2 separate regions of the Gossypium arboreum genome follow, and region 2 is linked to region 1. Evidence: chromatin contacts called from public Hi-C data. All regions are on one chromosome and are shown on one strand. Each heading gives the region's core, a stretch centred on a gene start, on an enhancer-like site or on the middle of the called end of the contact. The rest is flanking DNA. Distances are from core to core; before and after follow the strand shown. Region 1 holds the start of LOC108459691 (F-box/kelch-repeat protein At3g27150-like). Region 2 holds the start of LOC108458259 (30S ribosomal protein S21, chloroplastic-like).

The links. A called contact is a pair of places that touch in the nucleus more often than the background predicts.
Region 2: a contact with region 1 is called in a Hi-C map of leaf, with 2.8 times the contacts expected there. The contact joins the promoter of LOC108458259 here to the promoter of LOC108459691 in region 1. A contact is called at or near these places in 2 of 5 Hi-C or Micro-C datasets (both in leaf).

What each region holds. Positions count from the first base shown.
Region 1 is chr4:24,250,463-24,256,900 of ASM2569848v2, forward strand. LOC108459691 (F-box/kelch-repeat protein At3g27150-like) reads right to left here and starts at 1,300. Exons shown (of 2, transcript XM_017759092.2): 1 at 860-1,300; 2 at 1-631. The coding sequence starts at 598.
Region 2 is chr4:24,412,107-24,418,753 of ASM2569848v2, forward strand. It overlaps LOC108458259 (30S ribosomal protein S21, chloroplastic-like), which reads left to right and starts at 4,260. Exons shown (of 2, transcript XM_017757584.2): 1 at 4,260-4,783; 2 at 5,525-5,795. The coding sequence starts at 4,371. The coding sequence ends at 5,636.

The DNA of each region.
Region 1 (6,438 bases), core at 50-2,549:
TAGGCAGCAACTCCCACGATTTCGTCTCCGGGTTATATTGCTCGGCCGAATTCGAGACTCTAGTATCCATCCCAATCCCACCAGCCACAAAAGCAAAGGTGCCACAGGTTGCAGATGCAAACAAGCACCTAGGATCAATCATGGAAGGACCCTTGAACCATTTACCTGTTTCGAGTTCAAATCTCCACACGACAGAACCAAATGTTTCCCTGCCGGATACAATTAAATGGCTCCCAGCACAAACTGATTCCTTATCTCCATTTATAAAGCATATATCCAATGATGGTAACTCTGGGAGCTTCCTGCAAGACTTGAACAGCCTATCACATGCCCACCAACAGTTTTGGCCACTAGGTGACATGAATATGGATGATTCTTTGAACCCAATTTCCTTCCTGATTTTGTTCAACTCGCCACTCTTTAGAAGATCCGAGAAATGCTTGTTTAGCAAGTAAAGTTTCCAATGCTCCGACCTCGGAAATCGAGCCAAGATCAAGCTCTCTAGCTCATCACTGAGCTCAGGAACATATGAATAATCTACATCCTGAGATCTTAAATCTGAGGGGTCACTGCAGCTCTCCTCAGCCATGTTGTTCATCAGAAAACAGGTAGAGGATTACATGAAAACACCCTACAAAAGCATAGCATGTTGGACATAAAGCTTACAATTATTTCAGATCAAGCTGATATACTCATCTGACATATTCAGATTATATTAGCATCCTTTCATGAACTAATATATACATATATATAACAGAAAACAACCAAAAGGGTGTCTGGAAATTATGAAAACAAAACAAAGTACAACAGAAACAATACATTAGACGTAGAGAAATATAGAGAATGAAGAGAAGCTTACTTATCAGAGAGGGTAAGTCAATAAAATGAAAAACAAAGAAGTCTACAGTTTGTAGAGAGTAAATAGTAACAAAAGCTATAACATTTGAAGCAAAGAAAGAGATAGAAGAGATATATAGAGAAAGAGAACAGGGTATCAGAGTAATGAATTTACAATTGCAAGAAACCCCCCCATTTCCGGGAGATTTTTGGCATTTAATTTAGAATGGCTCATATGTTGGATTTACAGTAATGATGCATTTGGTTTTATTATTTATTGTTTCAATCGTCAAAGAGATGTTTTTAATTCAGAAAACAAATATTTGATGCTGCCCATGATTAACATCTCCTTTTCCTTGGTTGGCTCATTTCTAGAGATACTGAAAAAATGTAGTCTTTTGATATCAAAGAGTAACAAAAATTGAGAATGGCCAATACTCAATTCAAGTAATAGAACAATATCACTGTTAATATTGGGCCATCACATTTACATATTTTATATTCAGATTGTACCATATTAAGCTAAGGTTAGAGATTAATGAGAACCAATGGAAGAGAGTTGCCACACCCACAGCCTAGAAATGGCATTCCATTGGATGGACATCTCTTTTAGAGGGTTCGTTTTTTCACATTTTTTAATGTGGTAGCTGTCCACTGATTAGTGTTGGTGGATTTGCCACTGATTTAATAAATCCAAGAGTCATTGTCATAGTTGAATAGGTATAGCATTTGAGTAAGATAGATGTCTGCATTTAGGACAAAGGCCAAATCAGCTTTCGCCCATAGATAAGGAAAAAAAGCATGTTAATAAACCTTGAAATGTTAACACAAGAAATTAAAGCCCCCACTAGTTCAATCACAGTCGCCAACACCACAAGGTTCATGGAGGTGAAAGGAGTAACAATTATTGATTAAATTAACAAAAGGGAGTTACCTAAACCCACCACTTTTTAAGGATGCTTTCATAGATCTTCTCCACCATTAGTGGACAATTGGAAATTGGAATAATGCCACCGCACTCTTTCTCATTCTTTTCACGATCAACACTAATCCTTTCGTATTATATTACAGAAGAAGACATGTTACGGACAAGAACAAGGCTGCTAAAACCCGACAAAGCAACAACGACAACAGCCAAAAAAGGAGCTCGAAATGCAGCTAAAGATATGGTGGTGGATGGACCAGCCTTTTATTGGCTTATTTCATTTCATGCGCGGTAGAAAACTAGCTTTCTATTGTACGGCACTTGTAACTTAATACATAAGCTGAGGTGGTTTCCAAGATTAAAGAAAAAAAAGAGTCGTGGGTCAAGCTTTCCTTCTCTTTTACTTTTGGGATTTTAATTTCCTTTTATTTGTCAAATTTCTGCATTGGTTTTAAACAAGTGTCATGTCGAATATCAATGATGTTCTCATTATATTAGTTTTAATAACCAATATAATAATAATAATGGAGAACCTTTGGATTAACCATATGCACACCAATGGACTCTCTCCTTAATTGCTAGCTTAAGCTTTTGGTTTTCTCTTTCCATAATATTAATTTTGATAAATCGATATATATGATTAAATATAAGATTATTAAAATAATTATTAAAATAATAACTAAAAGATACATTAAATAAATTTAAATAATACGTACTTTTTTATATTTGTGCATCATGTTTTCTCATATGTTGAAACAGTTGAATACTTAATTATCTTATCTTTGTCAATGTTGCTAAAAATAAATCTTTTTATATTATATCTATCATTTAAATTTAAATGGTAATTTGTAATATTAGTTCTCAATCTTGGATCGGCTAAAAAGTTTTTGAGGCTAAACTCAAATTGGCTCTTTTTATATTTTTTTTTTCTTTTTGAATTGGTTTTGAATCACACTTTGGTTATTCACTTTTATTTTCTTTTTCTTCTTCCTCTACTTCACTAATAAATTTTCTTTTAAAATATTTTCTCATTTCTATTAAACATTTAGAACAAAAAAAATCTAAGCCTTAAATACAAAAGCTTTCATGAAGCCAACATACAACTAGTAATTTTCTTTCACAAAAATAAAAATCACTTTTAAGTGTTTTTTGGTATCATTTCAAACTCAAGATTCACAATAATCACACTAGCAACAACAATTTCTAAATAAGATTGTTGCATTTCTAATCAATATTAAAGAAATTTAAGATTATATAAATACAATCAATCCTAATTTCTTAAAGGATTTATATTAATTAACCTCTAAACACAATTACCCAATCAAAATATGAGTAATCTTGCATAAAGATCCTAAACTATCACAAGAAAAGTCATAATCCTAAATTTTTTGAAATTAATCAATAAAACTTGAAAAGAAAATTAAAGCTATTACCAAATTGGAGAGACCCACTTGGAAGTATTAAAATATTTATCACCTTTTTTGAAGGAATTCTAGAAAGTGTGTGAAAGAATAAGAGAATTTAAAAAAAGAAAAAGAAAAAAGATGAGTGCTAAAAAGGAGAATGAGGATTATATTATAGAACCAAACGAAGAATACAAGCATTAAGAGAGAAAGAAAGATAAATAAATGAAAGGATGATTCAACTTTCACTTAGTATACAATAAGCTTGTACATGCCCTCTATTTATAGGACTTCAAGTACTATAAGTTCCAAAGCATTAAGGACCAATATTAAGGTACCTTATAAATGATTTAAGGGTTATAAGATAATAAATTTAGGGGTTATGGATATTCATTCTTTAGGGGTTACAATAGGATAAATTTGAAGAGGTTATGTACATCCATTTATCAATGGATTTACAACACTCCTATTGGATGTCAATCAATGAAAATGTCTCGTAAAAAAAAACTTTATTAGGAAAAACCCTATGGGATAAAAACCTAATGAAAGAAAAGAGTATATAATCTATTATTACAAGTTGCTTCGTCAAAAACCTTTACTAGGAAAGCCTAATGGGACAAAACTTGGTTAAATGAAAAGAGTGCAACGTATTTTTTACTCCCCCTAATGGCAAATCACATTACATCTTTGAGTCGATGCATTCCAATCTTGTGTAGAGTCTTTTAAACTTTGAAGTTGACAATACCTTGGTAAAAAGATCTAAATCACTAGAACAAATTTTTTTAACTTTTATATCACCTTTCTTCTCAAGATCATGAGTGAAGAATAATTTTGGTGAAATATGTTTCATTCTATCACCTTTGATGTAACCATCCTTCAAATGAGCTATACATGTTTGTAAGCTAGATAATTCAACTCGAAATCACCAATAATAGGGTGAATTGACTTCTTAAAAATTTGTGGTTGCTAAGAAAATGATAGAGATAATAAACACTTCAATTTATAGTGGTTCAACCCTAATTGTCTACTCCACTACCTTAGCTTTCCACAACTAAGGATTTTCTCAAATTTACAAATTTGATAACCTTTGGGAACAATATTTAACCTTACAATATCCCTTAAGATTTCTACCCAAAATCTTAATATTGCTACTCCCTTAAGGTTTCTATCCAAACCTTAAGCCTCAACCCTCTCAAAGAGTAAATACAAATAGCAAACTGATGTGAGAATATTTATTTTATTATTATTTTAATGTTTACAATATGTTAGTATTATTGTAACACCCCTAACCTGTATCCATTGTCGGAATAGGGTTACGAGGCATTACTGATCAATTACAGCATACATCTTACATTTCTAATATGAAAATCCATTAACACATAAACATCCATCAAACGTAATCACATTGTCCCTTATAAGTCTCTACGAGACCTTAAATCATGCTTGGAAGAGGTTTCAGGACTAAACCAGTAACATTTGAAAACTTTAGGAAACTTAGAAAATTTTCATGCATACAAGTTTCACACGCCCGTGTGAACAGTCTGTGTGTCTCACACAGCCACCAGACACGCCTGTGTCTCAGGCCGTGTGAAAACAGGGCACCTATACTGACTTGTACCTCACGGCCATAGACACACCCGTGTGCCTTGGTCGTGGAAATTCTGGAGGGGTTACTGACTTGGGTCACACAGCCGGCCATACGCACATGTGCCAGCCCATGTGTCACACACGGCCAGTAGACACGTTCGTGTGTCTAGGCCATGTCAAACCTATAGGGTATACTAACTTAATTTGAAGGACTACCCTAGAGGACACACGGCCGTGTAACATGACCGCACGGTTGAGACACACATCCGTGTGGACAAAAATAGGGTAATTGCAAAGCCAACTTGCCACCCTTTTCTCATGCACACCTAGCAATTAAAATGGTACCATTTCAATACATTTCATACACATATTATATCAATTCAACTTGGTACTCAATTAACTAATTAATACCATGCATAATCCATTCATATATCAATTACAAAATAAGACATCATTTGCACATTTTCATTCCATCAATTCCTTGCCAAAACATACCATGATTCATCAACCATAATTTCCCAAATATACTTAACCTATGTTCAACCAAAATCATCACCTATATCAATTTTAAACCACATATAAGCACATACCAAAATCAAATATTTATCCAACCATCTTGGCATTCATTTACAAGGCCAAAATCAAGCATAACACAATTACACATATTCATCATTTATCCTTAACCATTTAAAAATCCAACTCCATAACTGTAACACCCCATACTCGTGACCGTCGCCGGTGTCGGACACGAGGGGTTAACGGGCCAAATCCTCTCAAGGTACCAACCAATTTGGCATTTCCAGACAGGCTGGAAAACTGCGTCACTGTCTCCTTAAAAATCATATCTCGAGTTCCAAAACTTGGAAACTGATTCCGTAAATTTTCCCTGAATTTAGACTCATATATCCATCCATGGATTTATTTCTAGAATTTTTGGTCAGGCCAATTGGTACAGTTTATTAGTTAAAGTCACCCATGTTACAGGGGTCGACTACACTGACCTTTGCGCGTTACAACTTGAATATCATCTCGTACAGAGCTCTAATGCTCATGCCGTTTGTTTCTAATGAAACTAGACTCAAAGGGGAATCTATTCATATAAGGCATGACTTCTAATTGTTTCTGGATAATTTATGGTAAATTTTCAAAGTCACGACAGGGGACCCAGAAACCGTTCTGGCCCTGTCTCACGAGAACTTTAATATTTCTCAGTATACTGCTCATATGGTCGTTTCGTTTCGTCCATATAAAAATAGATTCATCAAGGTTCAATTTCATAATTTACTCACTATTTAATTCTACTTATACTATTTTTAGTGATTTTTCAATCTCATCTCACTGCTGCTGTCTGCAACAGTTACTGCAGTAGACTATGCCAATTTCATGAATCTTTCCTTGGCCTTAATCATCCATCATGCATGACACAAATTATGGCCACCTTATCAAAATTTAAAGTTTCTAAGACTCGTGGCTATAGGTTCTAGCATCCCACTCGACGACCGCATAGGCCATTTTCATATGGCTTAAAGTTTACAACCCACAGTTCAACAAAATATAATAGCCTATACATGCCAAATGTTCTTCAACAACGAAGACAATACCAAAAGATTTCAGCGGTGTGATGACTTCAACGACGGTTCCGATCACGCAAACAATACGAGTCCGAGAGACCTAAAATGGGTGACA
Region 2 (6,647 bases), core at 3,010-5,509, 160 kb after region 1:
ACATTCTTGGCCCATATATTTCAAATACGGTACCCAATTCAAATTCCCAAACTGGTTCCAAGAATGGTGGAATTGGTATGGACCGTCATCTTTTGAGATCCTACCAAAAAAATTCAAAACTTATGGCCCAAATTCTTTGACAAATTTCAACCTGAACCAAACCAAAAACACATTTACAGAACAATCTATTTTTCCTCAAAACTGTGCATTTCTTGTATTGTTTCTTGAAATTACTCTATGAATAAGATCCATTTACTAGAATTCCATTATTAGTTCGAAACTTCAGAACAAAATGGTGGGACAAATTTAATGAAGAAAAATTTGATTCAAAATATTTGGATAATTTTTTCAACAAGAATCCGAGATTATGTAAGTCTGCAGCCCCAGATCAAACCACAATAAAATTTCTTCAAGCAAAATCGACAACTAGTGCAATGTTAGCTCAAGCCAAGACCAAGAAGGAATACAAAAAACTCATGGCTGAAATGCTCAGCTCAATGGATTCTAAATCTGAAGACGAGAAATCTTCAACATCTTCAATCAAAACTGTGGATCATGCAAACGATACCACCTCAGTAACCATTATCAAGACCAAGAAAAAATGATACAAAAGAAAGAAATAAATGAAGATAAGCAGGAAATATTCTCTGGCAAGAACAGTAAATATTCCCTACAAGAAATTACAGGTGAATAGGAAATATTCTCTAGCGTGAACAGTAAATATTCTTTGTGGCATGAACAGTAGAAATCTCTGGCAAAAACAGTAAGATTCTCTTACACATGAATAGTGAATATTCTCTGTAGTTTGTATTTTTGTAACCAGAGAATATATTCTTTGAAAAGTTTCAATTATGCAATAATGTAAAGGATTGAATTTCTCATTTCAAATGATGTAAACAGGCAATAGCCCTTTATAAAAGGCTATCAGATTTAGAATGAAAGGCACGACTTGAAATACTCAATTCATAGATCAAAACTCGTTTCTCTAAAATTTTGTGTTTTCAAAATTTAAGTTTTAAAATTATTTTCCTTTTCAAAATTTTATTCAAACAATCTTTCAAATTTTAATTTCAACTTACAAATTACGATTATCACATTTCAAATTCCATCCTCAAATCCTCGAGACAATTTTTTGAAAATTTACTAGAATAAACCTTTATAAAGACCCAAAGTGGTAACACCATTTTTTTTATTTTTTGGTGCCACCAACTAATGTGGAAATAAAACTTACAAAACAAATCTTTATATAGACCCAAAGTCTCATTTCCTTTATTTTCTTAATCAATGTGGGATGTGAGATATGTGTATATATAGACTCATGAATAGGTTTGCAGCTTGTTCCTAGACAATGTGGGATTTCTTCTTCTTTTAACTAACAATATAAGATTAAAGGTTACACTATATTTTATAATTTTTTACTTATAGAGTTTAAATTTTTTTACAAAAAGTTAACATTTGTTACATTATAAATAAAATTTTTAAACTCTATAAGTAAAAAAATTATAAAATATAAAATGATGTGGATTTGGTCTCTTCTTGCTTGAAGATAATCAAATGGGTTTGAAATAAATGTGTTTTGAAGGATGTGTGGAAGATTATATAGTATTTGGCATTAATGCAATCTTATTTTGTTATATTTGTTTTTTTAAAGCAATCTCATTTTATATACTTCAATACTAATATTATTAGATATTCACTAAAAAGATTATATAGGTTTATTTATTGAACACTAAAACTTGATGCAAACAATCAATATAATATGTAGGTTTGAAATTATTAATGAATCGATTCATATACATTTGTTTTCTTTTCAAATGAATGAAAGTTATATTAAAACAAAAATCATTTACATATAAAGAATATTATACGTATGTAATATAAAAATTGATTATGAAGTTGTCTATTCTTATGTATTTAAGGTAATTTTTATCACTTAATTATAAAAGGTTATAAAATAGTCATTTAATTATGTTTTTTAATCATCATTTATGAAAAGTTACAAAATTGTCATTTAACTATTCAAATTTATCTTACAAAATTGTCATTTAACTATTCAAATTTATCTTTTTTGTTACATACCTCAAAATTCAAGATAATTAGGTGACCAAAAAATTACTAATAGTTGAGTGATCATTTTATAAGTTTTATAATTCGATAGCCAAAAATCATAGTTAAGTGACTACTAATGTAATTTAATCTAGATATAAAAATATGAAAATATTTATTATATTTTAAGTATGTTATATATTTCTATAAAAACTTATTTAACATAATATATATTATGTTTAAAGAGATTATTTATATAGTCAAAATATATCTGAAATAAATTTATCAGCATTCATTAGGTGATGAAAATTAAATTTAAAATTAGGATTAAAAATTAATGAGTATAGTAAAATATTTAAAAAGAGATATCAAGTTTTAAAATTACAAAACAAAAACTATCTAAGTGCTAAACAATTCTAGAATACAATAAGGTTAAATATATCAAAAGATAATTTTATAATATGAGAAAACGTTAACAAAATATAAAAAATAGAAATTGTTTTGTAAAAGATTATAAAATATAGTATAGCCTTTAATCTTATGGTGTTAGTTAAAATATGAAAGAATGTCACATTGTCTACGAACAAGCTGTAAACTTATTCATGAATCTATATATACACATATCTTACATCCCACATTGCTTAAGAAAACAAGGGAAATGAGACTTTGATTCTATATAAATATATGTTTTGCAAGTTTTATTTCCACATTAATTGGTGGTACACAAAAAAAAAAATGGTGAGGCCGCTTTGGGTCTTAATAAAGTCTTATTCTCGTAAATTTAAAAAAAATTAGTCTATTTTTGTAATATTTTTAAAAAAATGACCTTTTCTAAAATTTTCAGCAAAAGCGTGTCCATGTCAACATGATTTTACCTAACACAAGGAAAAAAGCGCTGACATGAAAGCCTTTTTTTGGGGGTCATCCCTTAAAAACGCATCCATGTCAATGTATTTTTTTATTTTCAATCCGTACCCGTAATTATTTTAGTAATGGCTTATTTCCGTAAATAATTTTAAAAATAGACCTTTATTCGTACATACCCCTAAAAAAAAAGCTAACCATAATTCTAACCTCAATAATATAATATAGAGATTAAATAATTATTTTGACCATGTGTAAAAACAATGATACTTATTTAATTAACAATGCCTTTAAAATACAATGAAAACAACATTTATAAAAATACAATAACACAATTTAAAAATATTAGTATAGTAATAAATATAAATAACTTAATTAATATTATAAAATATCAAAAGTGTCCTTAATATATTCTTGAAATATCAAAATATATCTATTTACTTCAGTAACTCTAAAAACAGTTGAATATATATATATAATAGATACATATACATTAAATAAAAATAAAAAAATTATAATAATAAAATTTATAATTTATAAGTAAATTGATTATTTTTTAGAAAATACATGAATTTCCTTATTAAGTTCTAATGCTTAAAATATCCCTAATCAACATAAAATATCTCTATTATTTTTTATATTATTTAAAATACCCTTATTAATTATTTATACTACTTAAAATACCTCTATTAATTCTTAAACACTCATTAAGAGTTAATTTTATAATATATATATATATATATATATAGGTTATTAGCTATTTTCATTGTTTCCAAATAATCATAGGTAATATCAACTTGGATATATATATATATATACGAAGATATTTGAATTTGACAATTTATATTAATTTAGTATTTAATTTTTTATTTAATTGATACTTAAACTTTGAAATCATAAGTTAACTTGACACTTTTTAAGTATTTGATTAATACAATTAAAATATGTGACGTGACATTGACATTCAATAACATAATAGCACATGACAATCTCACATTTCTACAAGTGAAAAAATAAAAATTATAATTTTTATAAATTTAAACATTTTATTTTATTTTATCATGTATCAAAATATAAGGCTTCGATGTGTGCTCGTGCTATTTGTCATCAATGTAGCGTCGACATATTTTAACAATTAGTAAAGTACCTAAAAGAAGCATCAAGTTAATTTACGGTTTCTAAATTTAAGTTCCAATTAGACAAAAAAAAATTTAAGTTCCCTCTCCCTAATTTTTTAGACTCGAAAAAGGCTAAAGGCCCAAAATCTTTTAGAACCCAATAAAATTTAAGACCCAAAGTTGGCCTAAACTTTTAAGAGTCAATCAAGGCCGAGTCAGCTTATCCTCAAATAGTACATAAAGGGATAGTGTCCATGTGAGAAAGGAGAGTCAGAAAACATCCACAAACTGAAAAACTCAAAGCCAGGCTGAGCCTATCAATCTACACCACAGGCCACAACAATGGCTACTTCACTCTCACTCTCAAACTTCTTCTCCTTCCTTTTACCTCCTAATCCTTCTCCACCCAAAGCCCCACCGGCTCTCAACAGTCTTTCACTCTCTTCCCAAAAACCCAAAAATGCTCCTCTCTCATGGTCAGCTCCAGAGGATCAATCTTCTTCTTTATCCACTGAATTGTCATCAGTTATATGCCCTTCTCTTGCAAATGCCAATACCCTTTTCTTCAAATCGGCTTACAATATCCAGGTTATTGTGGATGACAATGAACCTGAAGAAAGACTGCTTAACAGGTTCAGAAGAGAGGTCATGAAAGCTGGTGTTATTCAAGAGTGTAAGAGGAGGAGGTTCTTTGAGAATAAGCAAGATGAGAAGAAGCGTAAGTCACGCGAGGCTGCTAAGCGTAATCGTAGAAGGTAAAATTTTGGCCTTTCCTTTGTTTTTGTAAACTGTGTGAAGATAATGAAGAAAAAGAAAGGAACTTTGGATGCTATGCAATGTATGTCATATGCTTAGGCTCTTTTGTTTGACTTTTTTTTTTCGAGTAATTTAGCATTGGAATTTTTGGGTTTTAATTGGGGTGGAAAGAAAGATAAGGGCTGAAGAATTCATATGAGATTAGACAGTTTTGGTTCCCTGGTGGAGCTTGGAGGATATGAAGGGGAAAATTAGAAAATTATTGTTGGGTATTTGTTTCTTAGCGATGAAAATTGAAGCCTATGCAGTTTCCTTGTGATTGATTTACCAATGCAATGTGTCAAGGCCTAGCTGGTTTTGTTTTCCTTTGCGCATAGTGTTCAGTTGAGCTGTTATCCCCAGCATTTGATTTCTAAATATGGTTTGAGGAGACAACTTCAGTATATTGAACCAAGGCTTTCAAATTTGAGCTTGTAGAGTAGTGTTTAAGAAGGGTATATTCTATGCAGTTTCTGATCTTAGTTGAACATGTAACATATTTGGTGTAGTTTTATTTGTTTCTTCTACATTTACATCCTCCATGAACTAGTTAGGCCTTGCCTTTTTCTGTTTGAGTTCATGGTCAATTTCCAACCCTTTTATCTTAGCTCTCAATGAGCATATTCTGTTTTGTGGTTATATTATCTCTGGTTGATAATAATTAGTGATGATTATGTCTTCTCTGATGCATATGTGATCAGGCGTCCCCAAGCAAGATTTTCACAACCAAACAAGCAGGAAGTATCTACAAAGAAGGGGGATGAGGATGACGAAGATAACTGGGACATGCCAAATGAAGCCCTTCCCTATTGATCGCATTTTGCCATGCCTTTTATTTACTTATCTTCTTCGCCTTTGAGCTCTGGCAGTTTTGTCTGTCCATTGTAAGTTGAATTAGGATGAATTCTGCCACTTGAATTGCGCTATGCTTTTCTTTTTACATAAATGAAGTCAAGATTTTCATTCCTTAAATTGATCTGAAATCTTCCTCGCATTACCATGTTTTTGTTGGACCTATTGGAAGGTAACCCGTTTTGAACAGGTGGAAGTTTGTGTTTGTCTATGTTTTCTCTTTTCTTTTTTCCAATCCCGACTTTGAGTTGCAAAGGAGACAACTGTTCTTATTCTTGGTCATGGGAATGTCTTGTGTTCCCACGTAATGAGAGAAATATATCGGAGCTTGCTGGCTGGTGTCGTGTCAATTTAAGTTGGTTTGGAATTTGAGTGGGACAGAGTCTGAAATCATGTGATTTAAAGCCTTATTGTTGAATCTCTAGGAGTGTTTCGGAGCTAACGTAATCGAATTCTGTTACTAAGGTGCTTATGGAGATACTGTAATTGATGGTTTCTTGGATTGTTTTCAACAATATAGTATATGCTTTTGGATTTATCCTTGAGTGTTTGCTAAATAAGTTTGTGATTACATGTTACATGCAAGCCATTGAGGGACTCAGGTCCATTAGAGGTAATAAGCCAGTGCTCTTCAGAAATCTCAGATGAAACGCCAAGTTACAAAAATAGCAGTTTTAGAGGCTGAAAGATAAGTCTTGGAAAGATGGCATCAAACAGCAGAAAGAGAGAGTATTTTAAGTCCTGGATTCTTTGTTCAGTTTATCGGAAATCGATCGTTTTGCTGAATCTCTTCCTCTATTTACACGAACAAGCAATGCAAAACTTTTTGCAGAAACAAAGAATTAATCAAAATGGTCAAACTCTCAAAGTTCAACCAAAGGTACATGTACTGTTCCATTAGTGCCAGTAAGCAAAAGTGGCAAAACATTCTTTTCGACAACTTATAATGATTGGGCATCTAGGCAACCTTTT